3 separate regions of the Zea mays genome follow, and all the other regions are linked to region 1. A link is a contact called in public Hi-C data. All regions are on one chromosome and are shown on one strand. Each heading gives the region's core, a stretch centred on a gene start, on an enhancer-like site or on the middle of the called end of the contact. The rest is flanking DNA. Distances are from core to core; before and after follow the strand shown. Region 1 holds the start of LOC100381666. Region 2 holds the start of LOC103637015 (probable protein phosphatase 2C 12). Region 3 holds the start of LOC103635354 (ethylene-responsive transcription factor ERF061).

Region 1 (4,711 bases), core at 760-3,259:
TTGCAAGTTGCAACAAGTTCATCACGTACGGGCCGGCCCTGGGCGCCGCCGGAAGAACCGCTGGCCAGGCAAAGCCGGAGGTACACTGCTGCTGCGTGACACGTCCGTCCCATGACGTGCCGACGGACGCCGAGCGAAACGAGGCCTCCCCTGCCACTGCGTGCGTGCATGTCGTGCGAGGCAGGGTGCATTTGCGGTTTTTTCGTGTGCAAGCGTGACAAGCTGACGAGTGACAGACGACGACGGACGCTGGAACCTGGCCCGCTCACGTCTGGAGTACTCTCCTATCCCATCGACGCCCCCACCCGTGTCCGTGTCACCAGCTGACCTACAAGGCTGAAAGCGACCGGAGCCAGGCAGCGATGGCCGTGCCGACTGGGTGACACGGGACAAACACTAGTATACTCATAGCGACGGACGGAGTATAACATATGCATGCATCCAGCGACAGGATGAAAGGAATGCTCCCACCCCCGCATGTGGCCCCCCATGCCGGCGCACGCACGCAACAGAACATGATGGCGCGCGCGGCGGCACAAGGATTTTCAAACACCCCGAAACGGCGGCAGCGACCATGCGCATGCGGCGCCCGCCCTCGCCCTCCCTCCTGCCTCGCGGGTCGTCCGCTACAGCCTGCCTGCACCTGCACAGCGAGCTCGCTGAAAGTACAGTACATGGTCATGGTACCAGCAGCCGCGCCGTGGCAGCGTCCGGGCGCCTCGATGCCCGCGCGAGCGACCGAGCGCCTGCCGCCTGCGCTGGACCGGACGCGTGGTGACGGGTGAGCAGGGAGCGCTTGGGAAGACATGCAGCAGGCATGGCGACCGAGGACAGGACGCGAGAGCGTGGACGGGCCGTCCGCCTGCGCCACCCGCCCACCCCTACGGCGCTCCGCAACCGGTGGTGCCGCTGCCGCGCGGCGGCGTAGGCCCTCCACGTCGCGGCGCGCTCATAGCGTAGGTCGCGCGTGCAGTGCGTGCCGTGTCCGTCCGGGAGCGGCGCCGCCGCCGGGGCCCGCGTCCGCGTCCTCGTCCGCCTCTGCCACTCAAACGGCGTAAGTAGTACATGACTACAGGAGTCGTCGGACGCGGCGGGGTCAGTGTCAGTCACGCGTGGAGCGTGGCGCGCTGGCGACGGGACTGCGCCACGCGTCCCTCCCCGGCCCACCTTGCAACGCAAGCCTTTGTTTAAACTTCACAATGTGTCAGTATGTCACTGCTGTCTGTCTGCTGCTGTCCTACTACTGCATTCGGTGATTCGGTCGACGAAACGCCGGAAAACGCTACAGGTTTGGCTTTGGCTTCGGCTTCTTAAAAATAATGATAAATCCAGAGCTTTTATTTATCCACAGAAAACGGCTTCGGCGTCACTATCTCTGTCTTGATTTTTAGTTTTGATAGAGCTTTTGATTGAACTGGTGGGAAAAAAAAACCGGAACCAAAACGTTACGTGCTGTTCTTCGTTGGTTCTGTTCCGTGGGTCAACAAGGACGTAACTAGCAGTAGAAGAATCCGCTTTCTTGCACGGAAAAAAAAAGGCAGTGGCCCTCGCGTCCTAACATTTGTCCCTGGGACACAGTCGCATCGCGCGGCGTGCCCCACGTCCTCCTTTCCTCGGCCCTCCTCCACGTAGCCCCCCGGGCGGGGCCCAACGCGCGACCCGGTGGTCCAGCCGCTCCGATCCTCCCCGTGCACGCGCCCCACCCAACGCCAGAGTCACTGCGCGCAGGGGCCCGCTCGCGCGAGCCACGCGCGCGGCGCGCCGCGGTCCATGCGCCGGGCGCACAGGATATTTTCGCCGCGGGAGCCCAGGCGGGCGCATCGGGCGCGCCCACGCCACGCGCCCCCGGCGATCTCGCCCGTCCACGTCCCCGCGGCGCTGGCGCGCGCCCAGCCGCTCGCGCGGGATCCGACGGCCTCCGCCGCGTCTCCCCGTCCTCCTCGGCCTGCGGTCGTTTTTAAACCCCGGCTCGACCCCACGCGTCGCCGGCCTCGTTTCTTCGCCGTCGCTTTGCGAGTGTGGACGGGACGGATACATGAGGGAGAACGGCGCCGCCAGGGACGAGGGCCCCGCCTTGTGCAAGGCCGCTGCGGCGGACGGGGGCGGGGATGTGGGCGCCGCCTCCGCCCGCCGCCGCCGCCGGCTCGGGCGTGCCACGGAGGGGCCTGCTCCGACGAAGAGAATCCGGTCGGGGTCGCAGAGGTCGCCGTACGACTCGTCTCTGGAGACGGCGACGGACGGCTGCTGCTGGCCGGCGCGCCTATCGCATGGCGCCGTGTCGGTGATCGGGCGGCGGAGGGAGATGGAGGACGCGTTCGCCGTCGCGCTCTCGTTCCTGGCCTCGGAGGCGGTGGGCGGCGAGCAGGAGCAGGAGCTGGACTTCTTCGCCGTGTACGATGGCCACGGCGGTGCAAGGGTGGCGGAGGCGTGCCGGGAGCGGATGCACGTGGTGCTGGCCGAGGAGGTCGGCCTGCGCCGCCGCCGCAGCGGCAGCGACGACCTGCGCTGGGAGGAGGCCATGGCGGCCAGCTTCGCCCGAGTGGACGGCGAGGTGACCGGCGGCTTGTCGTCCCCGCACCATGACGACGCCGGCAGCAGCTTGCCCTACCGCACCGTCGGGTCCACCGCCGTCGTCGCCGTCGTGGGCCGGCGCCGCATCGTCGTCGGCAACTGTGGCGACTCCCGCGCCGTGCTCTCACGCGGCGGCGTCGCGGTGCCTCTCTCCAGCGATCACAAGGTACGTACGTCGCACGGGAGGCGACTACGAATGCATAATAATAAATTAAAACACGGCTGCTGTCGTCTGGGTTATTGTTTAATCTGCAAGAGTGATCTGCGCCCGAGCAAGAAGCGTCATTCACCCATCAGATCTAATTTTCTAACCCCGCACGACACAGTACAGGATTTTAGCAGTCTCCCGAATGTTCCGTCAAGGCTCAACCACCACGACGACTTCCATCGTCGCGTATCGGTCAGTGTCACACTGTTTCAGTGCCCGTTGGCGAATTTCGCTGCCGGCCCGGCCCGGCCCGAGTTGGTCGCAGTTGTTGGGTGGTACCGTTCCATGCTCATGAGATGGGACGACACGTAGGTGATCTCCCTGGCCCTGGGGGAAGAAAAGCTGAAGCTGGCTGGTGAGTAGTGTGGTGCCGCAGCACTGCTGGTCCTCGACGCTAGTAGTAGGTTCCGTCGCCTTGCCCCATGGGTCGGGTCTCTCCTCTCCATCCCAGTGGACTGGTCGGTGTTGTTTCTGGCATAGTGTGCTCGGTTTGAGGAGCAGCGTGCGCCAACTATTCCGGCAGCTATAAATTGTAGGCGATGGGATTACTGCTACGAATGCTACCTTTCTAGCTGTGACCGATTAGGCCAGGTATATGTTCCCTTCTTTTTAGTTGCGACCTACATACCTGCTGGTTTAGGCTGTTCCGAAGGAGATGTTCTGTTTAATTAGCGCAAGAACACTCTAGTACGCAAGCTCTGGCTCTGCTGAGCGCCAGCATTCCTACCTCACTCTATATTTCAAAACCTCACTCTACAAAGCTGGCCTAACTAATGGTCGTTCTGATTGTGCAGCCGGACCGTCCGGACGAGATGCAGAGGGTGGAAGCAGCCGGCGGCAGAGTCGTCAACTGGAACGGCTACCGCGTGCTGGGAGTCCTGGCAACCTCCAGGTCCATCGGTAAGAAGAAGAGAAGACCCATCATCTCCTTCCATGATCCATCCCGTTTTCATATATGCCATACCGTACTCAGCGTCGCTGCCATTGCTCCAGGCGACTACTACCTGAAGCCGTACGTGAGCGCGGAGCCGGAGGTGACGGTGGTGGAGCGGACGGAGCGGGACGAGTTCCTCATCCTGGCCAGCGACGGGCTGTGGGACGTGGTCTCCAACGAGGCGGCGTGCAAGATCGCCAGGAGCTGCCTGAGCGGGCGCGCGGCCTCCAGGTTCCCCGGGTCCGTGGCCGGCCGCACCGCCGCGGACGCCGCCGCGCTGCTCGCGGAGCTGGCCTTGTCCCGCGGCAGCAGGGACAACATCAGCGTCGTCGTGGTCGAGCTGCGGCGGCTCCAGACGGACCAGATGACGAGGGTTTAGTTTGCTGAGACTGAGTTGAGTTGAGTTGAGAGCGTACCGAGTAGTAGATGATGATGACATTGTTAAGTATTTGAGCAGCGTGTGCTGAGAAGCTGTGGGGGGATTAAGAGAGTCTCCCTCCCGCCTTCAGCACTTGGTTCATGGTTCGAATTGAACGGGCACGGTGATGCGTTGTTGTACATAGGGAGCGTTTGTCGGATGTTTGCTTCTGTCGGTGTACTAATTAATTAGTAGTAGCATTATGCAATTTTATATTGCCTTGGACAGTGTTTGTGCTAAATCTTCCTTTCCACCGATGTGTTAGTACGAACACGATGGTAGTTTTTGGCTGTACAGGATTTTTATTAGTAAACAGATCATGATCTTAACCATCTACTATAGTCTATAGGTACTGGCAACGACGTCAGTTTTTTTCTTAGGGCGTCACATCCTTTGATAGACATCGTAAATTTTCTCAATCGCATAAACTGTTTTAATAAAACAAAAAATTGTTTGTTTTTATTGGTTAGTTAGGTGTGATTGTGGAGTCATCAACCAATGTTTGAATTCTCACCTATATATGCACAGTTTTAACTTTTTTCCTCTTTTTTATGTTTGTTTTAGCTAAAACTTTAAAAAA
Region 2 (4,711 bases), core at 1,370-3,869, 240 kb after region 1:
TTTGTGAAGTCTTTATTTTGCTGAGATGTGAACCTTTCTGATGTAAACTCATGACCTCTTTGTGCTGAGATGTGAATCATGATATTGTTATGATTATTTATTATTTGTGGCTATTTAATATTTATGAGATGAATCCATTTATTTTGATATTGTTGTTGTCCTCTATGATGTTCATGCTACTGTAAGTGTCGAGCTATTCGCGTACAGGTGAGTTGTTCGCTGTCGAGCTGTTCGAATCCAATGACCAACACATGCTCAATAAAGAAAATACCAAACGAATTACTAGAACTTAACATCGCTCTCTTGCACGGTGTTGCAGAGGTCAAACTAAACAAGGGAGCGCTAAGCTGAACGAGGGAAAGTAGGAACCTAGGGACAGGTAGGGGCAATTTTGACTTTTAGATGTTAAATACATGAAAACAAATTATAAAAAGGAACAATACACGTTAAATGGTAGTATAATTAATTAGAATATATTTATAGTCCTTTTTACGAAGAAAATCTTTCGAATGACATTTGTGAGAAGCGCAATATTTAGAGTCCAAATATGCAATTATGTCGAGAGCAATGGGAGCCACCTAAACCCGGCAGACCACCTGCGCCGCGCCGCCCAGCCGTGCCGTGCCCTTGCGCACGGCGGTTACCCGCAGCGACCGTTAGCAAAGGCTATGGCATAGGGCGCACCCGCCGCAGCACGAGGCGATGGGCGCCAAGGAGCGCGGCGGTGGTGCGGTGCGGGCTGTTGCACGTGGAGCCGTGGGCGCCGACAATGGACTCCCAGAGCGTGGCCTCTCAGTTCTTCGCCGTTTCGCTCTTCCCCTACCTCGGCTTCCTCTACTTCATGACCAGGTCCAAGACCGCGCCCGGGCTCACGCTCTTTCGGTTTCATTCTTCCTCCTAGCCTTCGTCGGCGCCACCAGTACGCGTTACTTCTCCGATCCCCCCGTCCCTACTCTAGTTTCGCATGCCAGCGTTTGGCCAAATCAATGTAGTGTTGTGTAGTAATTCCTCATACCTTGGCTGCACCTGCCATGCAAATGAGATGGTAATGCACAAGTTGTGCTTTTGCCGATTGCCATCGGTAGATCACTAGTAACTACTGTGTAGTATTGTAGTAGTAATGTGCTTATAACTTGGATCTATTATTCTGACAAGTGCACTCCAACATACAAGGTTGCGATTTTAGTATATCAGTACTTAGCTTGTCTACATAAACGTACATTAAAGTCTAATGCACAGGCCTTTTGTGTGCACGATTCAGAGAAGTTATATGAAACTGTGACTGTGAGGGCAATTATGTGTCTATCAGGTACATTTGCTAAGCTCCACTTCTACCGTTCGACGGTTAGATCATTGTGAAGATGTTAGTGTGTATATGTTTCACTACTAAATTATATAAGTTGAATTATGGTGAAAGGGTAAAGAAGGTACAATATTACTTTGGAACCATAAGTTGAAATAAGCTAGCGTTTGGTAGCTTATTTCAGCTTATCTGTGATCCAAAAAATAATATTTTACTTTCCCATAATCGAACTTATATGATCTAGTAAGGAAACAAACAGGGCCTTTCAGATTAGTGGTTGAATACTAGGTGGAATAGATAATTTAAAAGCAACTGAACATCTCAGTGGCTTGCTCATATATGATCACATGGGCTTTTGCTCCAGTATACCTCTTTTAGAAAGGTTTGCAGACCCCAAAGCAAAATATTTAAGATCAGGTGCTGCTATTGTTGCTTAGCTTCAACTTTTTTAGTGAAAGACATGCATTCATACAAACCTCAGTAACAAAATAAAGATACCAGTAGTGTTACATATGGACCAATTGAAAGCAATAAACAGTGAGTATTAGGATTCTGCAGAGGACCAATCTGGAACCTTTTTTCTTGTTCTTGAGGTTACAACATGATAAAAATACCAGCAGCCTGCACCAATTCAAGCGAATAAACAGTGAGTATTGGGGCAATCAGCAGACTAACCTTTAACTTTCTTATTCCTGAGGTTACAGATAAAAAATGCCAGTAGTCTGAAAACGTACTAATGGAAACCAATGTTATCGACCTTTTCATTATTGGGAACAGTGTTTGCTTTGTGGCCAATTAGATGGCGAGGCTGGGAGAAGTCGCGCATAAGAGATTTTCTATGCAGCTTTAACAACAGAGAGACGCATAGCTAGCTCTGAAGTTCTACAGAAGGAAGCAATCTGAAACTGAATTAGTTGAATGATGATTAGAGTTTACGGACATTTCGTTCCAAGGTCACAGTGACCCTCCCTCGCAAGTCGTCTGACATTTTGAATTTTTTAGATGCTGTAACTGTAGTTCCTGTGCACAGCCCTCTTGAGTTTAGTGATGTTCCGTTTCTGACTACTTAGCTGTCTAGCGGAGCATTATGCCAGTGCCATTAAAAGACAGTGCCATTAATGTTCCGTTTCTGACTACTTAGCTTGGCTCGCCAATTTAGCCGTCTTCTTCAAGATAGGAACATGCCCGTGTGATGCCACGGAACACAAATTGCGACCCTCCACGGTACAGAGATTTGTTTGTTCGGGTTAAAAAAATATTTAATCCCTTCAAAAAAATTTACTCCACCAACTGTACTTCATTTTTCCTTGCATCGATGGTACAGAGATTTCTCTGCTGGTCTTTCTTCCTCGCGGGGGTAACGCCGCGGTCCTTGCCCAGGCGCTTGACCTGGGGCTGAACTGGGAGGTCAAGAAATTCTAGGAACTGTCCTACCAATTACCAGTACGAAAAAAATCACAGCAGCCACCCACCACCAATTCACCGTACGGTTGGATAAATACACATCAACCACAACCAATTCACCGTACTACAGTGGGAGTAAATAGACAGCAGCCACAACCAATTCACCGTACAGTTGGGGTGGAAAGATCGCGATGATTCCTGTTTCGGATTTCCTCGCCGTTTTTTTGTTGGGGTTTGCTACGACGGCGAAACAACCCAAGAGTTTTAATTTGTCGACGTCGTACGGACCGTCGGTGGCTAGCATCCTGGATCCTGATTCATCTGTCGTCTCCAGGGATTCGGCATGGAGGACGGCGTGTTCGACGGGCACGGCCGCTGCGGGCAGCTGGTCAGCAAGCTGGCGAGGGACCACCTCCCCTTCATGATCCTGAGCCAGCGGAACGCGCTGCTCCTAGGCTCCGACGGCGACGGCGACAGGGACGGCCCGGCCTTCAGCGACGCGTCGCCCACGGCGTTGTCGTCCACGGACGGCAGCCGCAGCGGGCGGTCGTCGCTGGCGCCGGCGCAGATGCTGGAGGTGTGGCGGGAGGCCTGCGCCAACGCGTTCGAGACCATGGACAGGGAGCTCGGGGTCCAAGCCAGGGTGGACTGTGACTTCAGCGGCACCATGTCCGTGTGCGCCACCAAGCAGGGGGAGGACCTCATCGTCGCCAACCTCGGTGACTCCAGGGCCGTGCTGGCGACCGTGTCGGAGACGTGCTACCTGAAGGCCGTGCAGCTCACCATCGACCAGAAGCCCAACGTGCCTCGTGAGTCCTCCTGATCCATCACTGGATTGAACATGCGGGATCGGATCCCTGTTGGACGACGGGCGCTAGGCGCGAGCGAGGATCCCGCATGGTTGTTGGACGGAGGCGGCTGCGCGCATGGCAGGGATGGAGGCGGGGGCGGGAGCGAGGCATGCTGGGGCGGGAGCGGGAGCGAGGCTTGCGGGGGTGCGAGGATGGATGGCAGATGAGGCATGCGGGGGCGGATCCGGCGCTAGGCGCGAGCGAGGATGGCATCGCAATCGGACGGTGGGGATGGAGACGGGGGCATGGTTGTGCCTAGTCTACAGTATCGTCTTAAGGATTAGTAGAGATTTGGATCATAAACTCAGCAGTCTCTGAAGCTTCTCAAGACGTAAAAGATAAAAGGTCTGTCAGTACCTACCCCTCTGAACCCTGACGGCGCATTCGGTAATTAGGGGTGAGCATGTGTTTCTTCTTCTGCTCAACTAGCTAGTAATGATGTTTTTGGGTATAAAGAAATCTGGGGAAATGTACTGTGTGCATATATTAATGCTGATATATAAAAGAGGATGATGTATCTACTGCAGTTCTGTGTAGTTGCAGTGTGCAGCTTGCAACAGGCAATGGTAGTATGGTACTACGACTTGGGTTCACTGGGATTCTGAGTGCTTCAACGTGATTGCTTGGTCTGAATCTTGGCTCCTATCATTAGATTCATTCAGATAGCCTGGGCACAACGTTTTTTTTCCACTGGGATTCCATGGTTTGCAACTCTGCATGGACAGGGCGGAACAGTACACCGAGCTGTTGATAGTAGTTGAAGACTATACTCTAGTCTAGTCCGAAGCTAATTCTGTTGCCGGACACGTGTACATACATGTATGGTTGCATAGATAGCATACATAGCCCATTCCATCTATCTAATTGGCGGCATAGAGGTCCCATTGGAAGGGCTCCGTAGCATTGGTGAACAGCTCCTCGAACAGGGTCTCGAACTCCACGCCGATGCCGGCCCCGTGGCTGCTTCTCAGCTGCCCGTCCAAGCCCGTCGGCGAGAAGAGCGGGAAGTCGGCGCCTGAGGCGAACGAGTAGGGCGTCATGGGCTCTAGCAGCCCGGTGGCCAGCGCGAGCGGGGAGCAGGCTCCCTGGTCCTTGTCCTGGGCGCTGTGCCCGTGCTGCAGCTGTAGCTCCTGCCGCAGCTGGTTGGCGCCGG
Region 3 (4,711 bases), core at 1,238-3,737, 200 kb after region 1:
AATTATTGGGCCAAGTAAGAGTACTCGGCCTATGTCTATTTGTACGTGAACCTATAGGGTCACACACTTAAGGGGAAGGAAGCCTAATTCGGATTAGATCCGAAATTAGACTGGGCTTTAGGGTTAATGATGGGCCTCGGCGTCAGAAGCCCACCATAACGCCTATATAATGAGGGGCGGGGGCGCGGTTAAGGATAACCTAATTCGCCACCAGCGAACTAACAGCCGTCGCCCACCTCTCGCCCTCGCCAAGCCGCCGTCGCGAACCTAGCAGTTCGGTACGCGGCGCTTCCTCCCTGTACGTGTGGATACCTCGGAGGTGCTACATCTGGAGCACTTGGACGAACCGTGCGAGGACGTGAAGGACGCCGGCGACTGCACGGCACTGTTCGACGCGTTCGTCTACATCGAGACGTCTTCCGCTGCTCTGCGCGTCTAGTGGTAATTCCATGACCTATAACCGCAGTAGTTCTTGGTATTATGGGGATGAAAATTTTTGTTTTGCGCTAGCGTAGCCTCCCCGTAATCCTACAGAATCATCGGTTAAGGTAACCAAGACTACAATATTTTTTTAATATATTATATTTCTCTTGTGTTCTTTTATTTATTGCATTATATTTTATTGCCATCTCATTAAATAATAGGTGACTAATAAAATTGGGCAACGACCTTTGATAATTCCTGAAGTCGGAATGGTATTTGAATCAGAGGAGAAAGCTTATGAGATGTACAATACCTATGTTGGAAAGAAGGGCTTCAGTATTAAGAGAGGTCACTCAAAGCATCGACAAGATCATACTTTAGCTCAAAAATATTTTAATTGTAGTAGTGAAGGATTTGGAAAAAATAAGTTAGCACAAAACAGTACAAGGACTGGCTGCGAAGCTCGTGTTGAATAGCATCAAAGCTATTTACACTTCGATTACACTTCGATGAATAGCATCAAAGCTGTCACTTTTTATTTTGGAGAATACAATTCAATATATATCAGATTTTAGACAAAATCATATATATTTCATATAAATATTCATACATTGTACATCTATTTTTTCATGTTGATATTTGTACAATACATAGATGTTTACATTTACAACAAGACATCAAAGTGTGGTTGCAATGCTAAAGCCTATTCTATGCTTGCGGATCTTGTTTGTGATGTCTTATAGGTTCTATCATGCTCATTAGCAATATTTCTCTGCATATTAGATGGGAGAGAGAAATATTGCTCAACAATCAGCATCAATCTAATTAATGTTGGTATACAAATAGTATAATTAGAACTCTTAAGGGAAACAAATTTATGTACCTGAAGATGCAAGTTAAGAGCTAAAGAACAAGATCTGGGAGTTCACATATTTTCCAAGAAGCTTCAGATTTGCATTAGTGAGGGTGACAGAGGAGGGAGTCCGCGAGCAGTCTGATGGTGGTGGAAACAAAGAGGATCAGCAGAGGACCAGTTTAGGAGGGAGCTCGGCGGCACGTCGTCATTGGATGAGGAGGCAAGGTGGGACGGCGGCGAACAACCTCTTGGCGGCGGCGAATAGTCTGGTGACGATGAAAGTGGCAGATGGAGATGAGGTGAGCCGAGAAGCAGCGGAACCAGTGTTCGTGTACGAGAGCCGAAGTTGAGCTAGTGATGGAGCTAAGCGATGTAGTCCATACGATAAAAAAATGGCCACGTGTATGCATCTGAAGCAAGGTAAAGTACCTAGAGAAGGCAGGTGGGCCTCGCCTTCTTTCTGTTAAAGAAAAGAAAAAAGTTGTTGCTACTACAGACAACGCTGCTCAAAAGAACTCAATTTCTCCACCAAAGCTTCCTCTCATTTTAGTCAAAATCAAAAGGAGAAGGATCCGGAGCAGGGTCACTCCCATCATCCCCCCGAAATCAGAATCAGAATAACTTTTGCGCTTCCTTGACTCGGGCGGGCCTTCGGAGGCTTAGGAGATCTTGGTCCCTTATTTATAGTTCTAGCATTAACCGTTCTGGAATTAGGTGTAGCTATATCACAAGCTCATGTTTCTACGATCTCAATTTATATTTACTTGAATGATGCTACAAATCTCCATCAAAATGAGTCATTTCATAATTGCATAAAAACGAGAAGCCAATCATAGAACTACATATGGTCTGATACTACTAACTTTCTTGAAAAGTGGAAGAGTAGTTATGTAGGCAGTTGTCGTTTCAGAAATATAACGGTTGCTCCACCGGTCAATAAGACATATCCGGATCCTAGTGGAGATGGTAAGTTTGGATGTGCGAATGAAACAGAGCTGCGGAAACTTATTTTCAAAAGGAGATTTTATAATGAACGTGATTCGGATTTTTAGGAGTCGGTCGACTCGTCTGAGAACCTGCGGGCGTACCATCCATAATTTTCTTCCCACATAAACCAGGGGTATGATGGTAAAACCGTGGTGGGACGCCTCGCTTATATAACGCCACCTGGCGTGCGCCCGGTCGCCCAGCAGGCCGTGCAACACGAACGCCGATCATCCCGCAGTTACTCGTCTCATCCCAACTTGCGCCCAAGCCCACACGCCGGAGGCCAGCCCATCCCATGGACGCGAGCCTCCGCACGCTGCCCCCGGCCGGCAGCAGCTTCCGTGGCGAGGTCCGCTCCGCCGTGTCCTCGCTGCTGCTCTCCTCCCGGGGCACCAGCGCCCTAGACTCCAGCTTCTTCTCGCACCTCCCGCCGCTCGGCTCCAGCGTCTACTACCGCCAGTGCGAGCTCCTCCGCAACTTCGCCGCCTCGCAGACGCAGCAGTCCGCCGCCGCCGCATGCTCGCCTTCCTCCTCGTCCTCCGGCCTCCAGCTCCAGACACCCGTGCCGCACGACGACGCCACGGCGGCGGCGGCGGCTACGCTGCTGCGGCAGAAGCTGTACCGCGGCGTGCGGCAGCGGCAGTGGGGCAAGTGGGTGGCCGAGATCCGGCTGCCGCAGAACCGGGTGCGCGTGTGGCTCGGCACCTACGACTCCCCCGAGACGGCCGCGCACGCCTACGACCGTGCCGCCCACAGGCTCCGCGGCGAGTACGCGCGCCTCAACTTCCCCGGCGTCATGGACGGGCCTCCGGGCGCGGATTGCCCCGACCACCTGCGCCGGCTCCGCGCCGCCGTCGACGCCAAGATCCAGGCCATCCGCGCGCGCAGGCAGCAGCGCAACAAGAGGGAGAGCGCCCGCTCCGGCGCCAACGCCAAGCTACCCACCGCGCGCCCAATCGCCTCGGAGACGTCGACGACGCCGGACGGGGTGCTGTCCGTTAGCCCCGCCTCGGCCGACGGCGGCTGCCCGCTGGATCGGATGCCGTCGTTCGACTCGGAGCTCATCTGGGAGATGCTTAGCTTGTAGCCGGCTAAACCGCATGGAACGAACCGATCAGCGGGACGCCGCCATGGACAGCAACCAAGACCAACACAACGTCAAGGTCCTTCTTCTGTTTCAAATTATGAGTCTCTTGTCTCTGCTCGTAACGTAATAAAACGCCCAAGAAAACAGGGCTTGCTTGCTAGCCATGATTAGTCGAATCGTCGTGTGTTTCCGCATTGATGGAGGAGCTCTGTAAAGACTGATCGCTAATTCCCCGTCTCTGCTTAAGCATTCCTGCGTCCTCGACTGCTATGAGTTAGCTCCTCTGTTTCTTGCTAGTATTTCTCTTCCGTTTGTATGCTACTGCAGTATATGTACTCCCTAGGATGATTGCGCGAGAGGTGCAGGCAATGTCCCAAGGCTCAGATTCCAGAAGCGTGTGTGTAGTCTGCCCTGCACAGTGCACATGCTCCGGTCCAGCATGACTCTGAGGCTAACTGCAACGGTGCCCCCTTGACAACCCTCTCCCCTTGCATGCCGGCTGTAGAGGGCACTCTACAACCGCAGCGGTATCCCTATAGCGCCTCCTACGCGCCGGTCCCCTTCTTTCTCCTCCAGATATAGTGTGTCACTGTTCATCCTACTAAACACTGTGTTGTAGGTCTATGAGTAATTGTTAGTAGATAAAAAATTGATAGTTGATATAGAAAATAATATTTTATAGTTGTAGTGGGGTATAGGGGGAGTATTTAGGGGAAACCGCTGCGGGAGATAAAAAAATAAGGGAAAAATAGGGGAAAAGTGATATAGGTGGAAAAATTAAGGGGTAACGTTTGCGGATAGCCTGAACCTAAGTTGCGTTGCGTGTAGGCCGGCATGGATGCCCTGATGAACAGAGCAAAGCAGAGCATGGGGTCACGAAGCAGATGAAGAATTTTCTCTGCAATCCCCTTATCCCCATGCACCTGCGACCTGTCCGTTCGTTCCGCTTGATTTTCTAAAAGATGCCTGGCTAGCAGCGGTGGCCGGTGGCCCATGGGGGGGAGATGACTGGCTGGCTCTGGCTCCGTCGCGCAACGTCTCGCTGTGGAGCGAGGTAGCATGGTACGATACCCGAAATTGCGATGCGACTCCTCCCTCCCTCCCTCTCTCTCTCTCTGTGTCTCTCTATCTCTCTCACACACATAATGCCTGAAACGCTACTGAACGAACGAACGATGGAATAGAATGAACAAAGAACCTGGACTGGACACTGTTCGCACATCACGAGCCCATCTCAACGACTATTTCTTGCTTTTCCTCTACTTTTTTTTAATTAGCGTCTCGTCTAGGTTGCCATTCCTTCGCGATCAAGCCCCAGCAGGCAAACATGCGGGGACAGACGGACGGACCTACGGATC

The links. A called contact is a pair of places that touch in the nucleus more often than the background predicts.
Region 2: a contact with region 1 is called in a Hi-C map of tassel, with 3 times the contacts expected there. The contact joins the promoter of LOC103637015 here to the promoter of LOC100381666 in region 1. A contact is called at or near these places in 6 of 25 Hi-C or Micro-C datasets (bundle sheath, ear, endosperm and 2 more).
Region 3: a Hi-C map of bundle sheath shows a contact between it and region 1, with 3 times the contacts expected there. The contact joins the promoter of LOC103635354 here to the promoter of LOC100381666 in region 1. A contact is called at or near these places in 4 of 25 Hi-C or Micro-C datasets (bundle sheath, ear, root tip and 1 more) and 1 of 3 datasets of contacts at active chromatin or transcription factors (leaf).

Annotation. Positions count from the first base shown.
Region 1 is chr8:73,966,129-73,970,839 of Zm-B73-REFERENCE-NAM-5.0, reverse strand. It overlaps LOC100381666, which reads left to right and starts at 2,009. Exons shown (of 3, transcript NM_001174481.1): 1 at 2,009-2,737; 2 at 3,574-3,679; 3 at 3,773-4,369. The coding sequence starts at 2,036. The coding sequence ends at 4,092.
Region 2 is chr8:73,726,250-73,730,960 of Zm-B73-REFERENCE-NAM-5.0, reverse strand. LOC103637015 (probable protein phosphatase 2C 12) reads left to right here and starts at 2,619. Exons shown (of 4, transcript XM_008659294.2): 1 at 2,619-2,655; 2 at 2,658-2,699; 3 at 2,702-2,839; 4 at 3,040-3,530. The coding sequence starts at 2,619. The coding sequence ends at 3,530. It overlaps LOC103635353 (probable WRKY transcription factor 41), which reads right to left. Exons shown (of 3, transcript XM_008657829.3): 3 at 4,178-4,711. The coding sequence ends at 4,419.
Region 3 is chr8:73,761,926-73,766,636 of Zm-B73-REFERENCE-NAM-5.0, reverse strand. LOC103635354 (ethylene-responsive transcription factor ERF061) reads left to right here and starts at 2,487. Exons shown (of 1, transcript XM_008657830.3): 1 at 2,487-3,672. The coding sequence starts at 2,562. The coding sequence ends at 3,353.